Regions from separate parts of the Mus musculus genome. Here region 1 is linked to region 2. A link is a contact called in public HiChIP or PLAC-seq data. All regions are on one chromosome and are shown on one strand. The core of a region is the stretch at or near the end of the contact, and the rest is flanking DNA. Distances in the headings are between cores, read along the strand shown. Region 1 has its middle 8.0 kb from the start of Gm15831. Region 2 holds the start of Thegl (theg spermatid protein like).

Evidence for each region. HiChIP or PLAC-seq counts read pairs in DNA pulled down with a chosen protein or histone mark.
Region 1: a contact with region 2 is called in an H3K27ac HiChIP or PLAC-seq map of trophoblast stem cells, with 2.6 times the contacts expected there. The contact joins the enhancer-like site here to the promoter of Thegl in region 2. A contact is called at or near these places in 4 of 39 promoter capture datasets (cranial neural crest, embryonic stem cells, macrophages and 1 more), 4 of 115 datasets of contacts at active chromatin or transcription factors (bone marrow-derived macrophages, embryonic stem cells and trophoblast stem cells) and 5 of 9 other capture datasets (adipose tissue, embryonic trunk, liver and 2 more).

Annotation. Positions count from the first base shown.
Region 1 is chr5:77,128,266-77,132,605 of GRCm38.p6, reverse strand. No RefSeq gene overlaps it. Among named protein-coding and RNA genes, the nearest start is that of Gm15831, 8.0 kb to the right of the region's middle. RefSeq lists an enhancer at 1,613-2,726. Within about 2 kb of position 2,030, at least 44 of the 459 cell types and tissues checked have an H3K27ac peak or open chromatin away from gene starts, as enhancers often do. A contact at or near this core is called in trophoblast stem cells, where this site is marked.
Region 2 is chr5:77,014,442-77,018,724 of GRCm38.p6, reverse strand. It overlaps Thegl (theg spermatid protein like), which reads right to left and starts at 2,702. Exons shown (of 9, transcript NM_027970.1): 1 at 2,087-2,702. The coding sequence starts at 2,573. 1700112J05Rik (RIKEN cDNA 1700112J05 gene) reads left to right here. Exons shown (of 4, transcript NR_077218.1): 2 at 1,300-1,480.

The DNA of each region.
Region 1 (4,340 bases), core at 781-3,280, 110 kb before region 2:
CTTTCAGTGGGTTGGATAAGGTAATGGTGGCCTTCCTAATCCTATGTTCATAATCAGCTGAATCAACCTCACTGAAAAACATCTGCATAGAAATTCCTAGAATAAGGTTTGCCAAAATATCTTGGCCTGTTATGGGCCAACCAAGTTGACACACAATATTAACAATCCTTGTATCTTTAATCAAGTCAGCCAATGGCAGGTTCATAGTAGGCCAAGTGGCAGGAACCTGCAACCCACAGGATAGATATGTCCTGGGAACACAGTCACCCTCATTCACATATACTGTCCTCGACTCCTTATGTACTGTCATGGCGGAGCTGAGTAAATAAAACCAGGCCATATGCTGAACCTAAAATAGGTCCTGGAACAGTTGGCTGACCTCTGACCTCCGTTCTTGATTTTGTTTGTCACAGCATCGCTCTGTACTCCAGACGGCCTTGAACTCATAATCTTCCTGCCTCCACCACCTCCTGAGCCCTGGGATTCCAGGCTTGTGCCACCATAGCCAGCTATGACCTTTGCTGCCAGTGGCTGGTTGCCTAGCTAAACACTGGAGGTCTGAAAAGGTACAGAAGGAAATCAATGATGGGCAATCAGTGACCTCCGCACAGAGGAGCACAAAGGGCTGATCCGGTGTAAGAAGTCTGCCGGTCATTCCACAACAAACGTGCTTTGAGCAGCTTAAGCGATACTGAAGGATATAAAGGAGCAGAAGAAGCCCTTTGCTCTACATCAGGATTGACCTATTGTAGGGCCAGGAGGAGGCAACGGTCCTTGAACTCACAGTGGCTGAGAGGATGAACTAATTACCAGCCGTGTGGCTCAACTTCGCAGAACCTCAGGTTTCTCCTCTCTACCGTGAGCAGAGTCCCATTTTGTCACTGGATCGTTCTAGGAATTAAACAAGGTCACTTATGTAGTACCTAGCCCATGACAAGCCCTCTCACCTTGCTTGATAATGAAAGAAATAATAAATTAAGTGAACTTTGTGTGCATGCCAGTCTCAGGGCCGTCTGCATACTAATTCATTATCCTCATAATTGCCCTATGAGGTGGGCTTGGCCATTATCCCCATTTTCTGAGAAGGTCATGGAAAGATTGTAAGAGTCCATGATTTGTGGAAGAATGATACCCCAGACTCAAATAGTATGTAAACACAAAGAGTCTTTTATTTTGCAGAAGTCCAGCATGCTGGGGTCTACCTTTTATAAAGATGGAGATCCAGAAGTAAGCTCAAAGACCTGATTTAAAGCACATTAGGGGAATTCTGGGGAGCAGTAGGTGACCTCTATCTTAATCTGTTCGATCTATCTCTAGGGACATTCTGGGACCATCGCTGGGGTGTGGGAGGCTAGAAGTCTGGAAACTGTTGCTGAGGAAGTGTGGAAACTGCTGCTGACCCATTGTCCTTGCCTGAGGCCAGGTGGTGGGGCAGCTTCTGAGGCCTGGACTTGCCTAGATTTGCTCAGTTCTTGGAAACAGAGATTTAGGCCTAGTCTCCTGAACTGCTCTTTGGAAGCCTGTCATGGAGTTAGCCTGTCTCAAGATCAGGAATCTCACCAGGTCACAGAGTTGGCAGTTAAAATATAGCCTGCCTGATCTCTGAACCCCAATGTCAAGCTGTCCCCACACCTCCCCTTGCCTCCCCAGGCCTTGATCCATCTGTTTTTAGTCCTCTGGCTACAGGGCGTTCATGGTGTATCAGGGAAGCCAAGCACATGCTTGAATAAGAGGCTCACTGACAATAGGAGGCAGTGGAGAAGGTGACACGTGAGTGGTTTCATTCAGATAAGGGCAGTTGTCAGGGAAGGGGTCAGTGGAGATGGGGCCAAACAGGGTGATGACAGACAGGCAAGAACGAGAAACTGGAGGACAGGCAGTGTGCCTGGCATGGGGCGTTGAGTAGGTGAGGGAAAGCAGCAGCATAGTTGAGAAATAACAAGCAGCATGGGAAGTCCACAGGGGAATTCCGAGAGAAGGGCTAGACGCTGTATCAGACGAAGAAGGAACATGGGTGTGGGTGTCTGAAGCCGCAGAGTATTCACCTGACGGCGGGCAGTCCCTCGAAGGCTTTGAGCAGTGAACTCGCGAGATGCAGGCAGTATCTCCTTACAAATACAGTAGTGGTTGAGAGAGGTGTGGCGGGCACAGGATGTTGGGAGACTAGAGGCTATTGGCCTGATCTGGGCATGAGGTAATGAGAATCTGAAGTCAAGCATTAGCACAAGGTGTCGGTGGAGTGACAGGGACGTGAGAGATGTCACAGGAGCTGAGAGTCCCCAGGGATGGCTGCCACAATATGGGTAAGCCTGGACACTAGGAGGCGATTGTTTAGAACAGGGGAGCTCAAGGGGGCCTCCATTCACCCCAATCTTCTGTAAGGTCTCTGTATCCGGGGAGCCCCTCCATGTCCTCCAGAGGTAGACCCAGAAGCCAGGAGCTGTTAAGTGGCTGTACAGAGTTAGTTCTAGAGGTCAGGAGGAGTGGCTTTCAACAATCAGCAGAGCATTGTTTCATTATCTTAACTTTGAGCATGTGTTCTCTCTAAATACCAGAATTAGTTACTTATCAGGGTTCTCTGGACAGCCTCTGGGTAAAACAAACTTTGGAATTTTAAGGACCTTCTTCAGGTTGCCCACAGTACTGGTTTGTAGGTATATCTTATTATAAAAACTGCTTAAATTGTTTTTTTTTTAAATTGAGGCAGTTTGTGATAACAAGAAGTCCTTTAAAAATAAAGAAAATAATTAAAATATGGGAAAGCACGGCTGGGGATATAGCTCACTTGGTGGAGTAGTTGCCTGGATGAAATAAAGTCTTGGGTTTATTCCCCAGTAAAACACACACACACACACACACACACACACACACACACACACACAAACACTCACTCACTCATACATACCCACATTCACAGACATACACACATTTACACACACGCACACACATAGGCATACACACAGAGACACAGACACACACACATTTACACACACATCACTCACACACAGACATACACACACAGACACACACACACACAGACACACATTTACACACACTCACACAGACACACACACACACACATTTACACACACACATACACACTATGGTGCCAAGGACCAGCCTCATCTTGGAGAGGGGGTCATGAGGAAGGAGTATTTGAGAGTGGCAGAAGAAATGACTTGAGATTAGTGGTGGGTGCAAGCTGACAGCTCTGTCTTCTGCTCGAGTTGGCTCTTCAAAGAGCTGTATGTTCAGCTCTTAGAGATCAAATCCCAGTCTTTTATTTATATATCAACTCAGTCATTACCCCAAGTTCCCTATTGATTACCCCACCAATCAGCATTTTATGACCTTAGCTCCTTGATTCTTAGAAATCAGCAAGTACATTTTTAAAACGTGGCAAATGAACTCAGAGACCTGCCTGCCTCTGTAAGCACAAACATAAGTTTAGCTGCGGGGGGTGGGGGGTGGGGCGGAATCCCATCCTGAGATCCTGAGATTACCATTCCCATTATGCCTGGATCTGAACTTGCTCTGTCCCAGGCTGACCTTGAACTCAGGAATCTAGGCAGAGTCTTTGTAAGCACAAACAATAAACTTAGCTGGGTGGGATGTTGCCCTGAGATCATCACTCCCTATATCTCTTTAACTCTTCCCTTAATATCTTTCTGACTCATTAGTGCAGCTGTCTCTGTTCTTTTAGGTCTATAAAGCCCCGCATACAATTCATAGTGCATCCTTAAATTTTGCACAGTTGAGAAACTATATATTCTTGAACTCATATTTTCAGAGTTCTTTCCCACAGCTTTAAGGGCTGTCTTGAAGGTCACAGCTTTTACCATTTTGCTGAGAAACACATTCTATCCTTCTGGACTCATGCTGTTTCTTATTATCATGGAGTTATTAACCTTAATGGGGAGAGCATTCCCTGAAGGAAGAGCATGAAAATATGTACATTATTATACAAACAAGCTTTACTCCTAGCAACCGTCAACATTGTGCTCCAGGAACAAGAACTGTCTCATGATGTCCCTTCCACAGCCATGCAGGACTTGGCAATATGGGTAAGTCACAAAAGTTGTATATGTGTGTCTACCCAAAATTCCTATGCTGACATTCTAACCTGTAATGTGATGGTGACTGGAGATGGGTCCTTCAGAAGATAATGAAGTCGCAACGGTGGAACATTCTTAAAGACCCTGGAGATCTCTCAACCCTCCTTAGCCATAGGGAGCATAATGGAAGAACTGTTCATGAACCCTTCCTTGATACCAGCAGAACCTTGATCTTAGATTTTCCGGTCTCCTTACTGAGAGATATGTTTGTTGTTGGCTTACAGA
Region 2 (4,283 bases), core at 1,453-3,952:
ACTTGTATTCTGACAGGCAAACTGGTATTCCAACAGGGATACTACTATTCTGACAGCAATATTGGTATTTCAGGAAACAAGACAGGGTCCTGGGATAGGAAAAAATGTGTCAAATGAAGCATTCGCCTTTGCTTTGAGCAGGAAGAGATCATTGTGACCCCAATACAAGCAGCCTCAGCTAAGTGGAGGGAATGAGATCTTAATTTAAGTAGTTCTCAGGAGGACAGAAAGAGAGGGCGCTGAAATCATGACTTCATGTTATCCATTTTGAGGATTTGGGGGGGAGGTCCCCTCTAAGTCAAGTAAGGAAATAGAGTGGTGCCTGGAAGAGAAGGGTTGTTGGGGCTGGGGAAAGGTCTGTGGTTGTTTCCAGGTACAGGAATTGTATAGTATTTATCTCTCAATGGGGAGGATGGTCCAGGAAAGAGGGGACCAAAGGATGCAGCAGAAAGAGGTTAGATGGGACTGGTAACACGGCTCAGTGCATGACCTGACAGAACCCACATAAAGATAAGACTCTGCAGAATGTTTCTCTGACTCCACTGTGGTACACACACACACAACCACATATATGCATCATTGGTATATATCCATACACACACAACCATTTTTGAAAATTAAAGTTAGGTGGGATGAGGTCCAACAAATAGAAGGCAGAAATGGCCACCAATAGAAGACAGCTCATCCACCCGAGACGGGAGAAAGGGGTCACTTTAGGTGCAGCACTGTGGTGGAGGAAGAAAAAAAATAATGCGTGTGAGTAGTGTGTGTGTGTGTGTGTGTGTGTGTGTGTGTGTGTGAGAGAGAGAGAGAGAGAGAGAGAGAGAGAGAGTACACACACCCGGGCTCGAGCAGGCCAAGTGAGGATGGCTTGGTGTCTGATCATTCTCCACCTAATTCCTTTGACATCGGGGGCTCCTTCTGTCTGTCTCCCCCATCTGTCCCCTGCACTGGAGTTTAAGAATCACACTCACGACATGGGTGCCAAGATCAGAACTCAGGTCCCCACGCTTACACAACAAGCTCTCTTCCCCACTCTCCAGCCTCAGTTTTGTATGCTTGTTGATGGGGTGTTAAAGAAAGAGAGGGAGAGATGGAAGTGTACACTGGCAAGTGAGGCATTAAGAAATGCAGCTTGAGATGGCTAAGGGGGCCACGTGAAGTTTCAAGGCCATGGATTTAGAGACCAGGCCACAACAAGAGGAGAATAAGAGGAGGAAGTGAATCCTTGGGGGGGAGGGGGATAAAGAAGGCATAGGGTCAAAAGTTGTTTCAAGATAAGAGTGTGTTTGCTCATAGGACTGATTCGTTAGAGGAGAACCTGACGATGTAAGATCAAAGTTCTTCAGGAAACAGTGGAATCTGAGGCCTAGGAGGAAAATGTGCTTCATAAAAAACAAGCACAAGTCTCCCCTGAAAGATGAGAAAAGACAGACTCTGAGTACTCATGTCCGGAGACCAATAAACTGCTGGTAAGCAAGTAAGTGAGTTTGTGATCGGTTATATCCATTTCTTGGTAAAATATAAGGTGCAGTCTTCCATTGGGTGAAAGACAAAGGTGTGAAGGTTGGTGGAGTCTAAAGAGTGCACTTAGCTGTGGGCCTGGAGAGATGACTCAGTTAAGAGCACTGACTGCTCTTCCAGAGGTCCTGAGTTCAATTCTCAGCAACCACATGGTGGCTCACAACCATCTGTAATGAGATCTGATGCCCTCTTCTGGTGTGTCTAAAGACAGCTACAGTGTAATTACATATAATATAATAGTAAATAAATCTTAAAACCAAAGCAAAACCCCAAGTGTAATAGCTGGATGCAATGGTGTACTTAGCCGAAGGATTATGAGAGGCTTCGAGCCCAGAGTGCCTCGAGTACATGGGAGGCACTAGGTTCAATCACTAGGTTCAATCGTGGAAGTGTGAGGTGGCTTCTGTCATTAGGGTGTCAATTTCCCTTTGGATTCCTTGAAGTATAAAGAGAAGTGGCTGTAAACCAGCAGGTAGAGTCAAGTTCCTTAAAACAGCGACCATTTAGCTCGGACTCCCGAGTTCTAAATGGCTGGATTCAACGGGGTCAGGGCTAAACCTACCTCTCAGAGAAGCCAGCTGGAGCCGTGGTAGGTATCTGGCTATCAAAGATGGGGAGGTCATAATCACTGCGTTGGGAAACAAATCATCTTTTCCATCCTCCTGGCGCTCGGATGACTGAAGGGGATCACTGCCCATTAGGGACCGGAAGGAATCACTGGTCTTGCGGGGCTCCAGGGGCTCAATGCCCTTGCGAGACCGGAGGGAATCACTGGCCTTGCGGGACTGGGGAGGATCGCTGGAGTTGTGGGATCTGAAGGATGCGGAGACCTCATGGGATTTGTGAGTCTTGGACCCTTCGTAGTCCTCTTCTTGTCCTTCCTCCCCAACCGCTTCGGCCTCGTCACCATTCTGCACCTCCAGGAGCCTGAGCACAAGGGGCTTCGGTTGGAGTTCAGAGGTTGTGCGTGTTTCTGTCGTGGTCGTGGTGTTCCGCCCATCCGTCACCTCGGATCGCACGGATGAACCTGAGAAGTCTCCTTCCTCCATTCCGGTTAGAAGCTCCGGCTACCCGGCTCTCAAACTCTCCGCCAGCCGCCCAAACTCAGTTCGCGGAGTGGACAGGTGATTCGGGGCCGCCGGCGCCCTGCCCGGGACAGCCTCAGCTCCGCCCCCGCCGCCTGGCCCCGCCCCGCCGGTCCGGCCTCAGCGCTTGGATCACCGGTTGCTATGGAGACGTGACGCTCTCCTAGGGTGCGTCTCTGTTAGACACCGCACCGTGAGACAGAGGCGGGAGAGAGGGATCCTGCTCCCGCTTCCGGTGTGAAGGGAGACAACTCAACCACCCGCGGTACACATATGCTTCCTAACTGGTTAGGTTTCCGAGGTTTCGGAGGTATCCCAACACGGACTCTTTACAAAGGCTGGAAGTGGATAGGAGATTTTTAAGACAGCCCCACCCCTCGTCACTAAGGCAATAAGAAATCTGCAGTTGAGGCCGGGCAGTGGTGGTGCACGCCTGTAATTTCAGCACTTGAAAGGCAGAGGTGGTTTTCTGAGTTCGAGGCCAGCCTGGTCTACAGAATGAGTTCCAGGACAGCCAGGACTGCACAGAGAAACCCTGTCTCAAAAAACAAAACAAAACAAAACAAAACAAAACAAAACAAACAAAAACACCCCACCCCACCCCCAAAAAAGAAATCTGCAGTTGGAATGAAGGCTGTGAAGCGATTGATCCGAGCTTAATATTTGTCAGAATAGTGTAGAGCGTTAACTGCTTCTTTACATGAAATTCTGCACGCCTTCACAGCAAAACACTTCGACGGGTTCTCAATACAAATGTACATTCAAGAATTTCTTGTGTACCACCATCACAGGGCTCACTATCAAAGTGAGATTAAATTCTAGACTGTTAGATAGGCCCCAGTCCGGAGTGCCCCTCTGCAGAGGCCGTTTCCTTGTGTGTTGGATACACATGTGTGTTTCCTCGCCCCCAATAAACGCTTGTCTTCAACTGCTGATTCAGTCCGTGGTGCTTGAGGTGTCTGCTGCAGGTTTTCCTGCCTGTTAATTCTATAGCTGGTGGAGAAAACGAACTTGACCAAGATGCCTAGGCTATCACTAGAGATGAATTAGTGCTATTGATCATGTGATTAATCCTCTGAACAGCACAATTGTGTGTACATCTATTTATTCATAGCGATATTTCTGAAATATACCAAGAGTTTTGTAGCCTTGTTAGGGCCCTTCCTCTCAAATTTCTCTCCTCCCCCATTTTTTTTTTTTTGAGACTAACTTACTTAGCAGTTCAAGTTGGCCTCGAACTTTGCAGTCCATGTTAGCCTCAAACTCCTGTGCTTGTGGCAATCCTCTTGCCACAACTACGCAAGTAATAAGTTAAGTTACAGGTGTTGGTCATGGTGCTGACTTCTCTGCATATCTACACTTGTTTGTTTGTTTGTTTGTTTGTTTTTGGTTTTTCGAGGCAGAGTTTCTATATATACCCTGGCTGTTCTGGAACTCACTCTGTAGACCAGTCTCTCTCTCTCTCTCTCTCTCCCTCTGTGTGTGTGTGTGTGTGTGTGTGTGTGTGTGTGTGTGAAAGCCTGGAAAGTGCTCATTTTCATCACCAAAATAGTATGAGAAAGAAGGGAAGAATTGATGGCGTTTCAGTCCTCTGTTTTCAATGGAAGGAATTAAAAATGTTAAGAAATAAAACATCTGTCAAAATATACAGTTAAAGACACCATTTACACAATT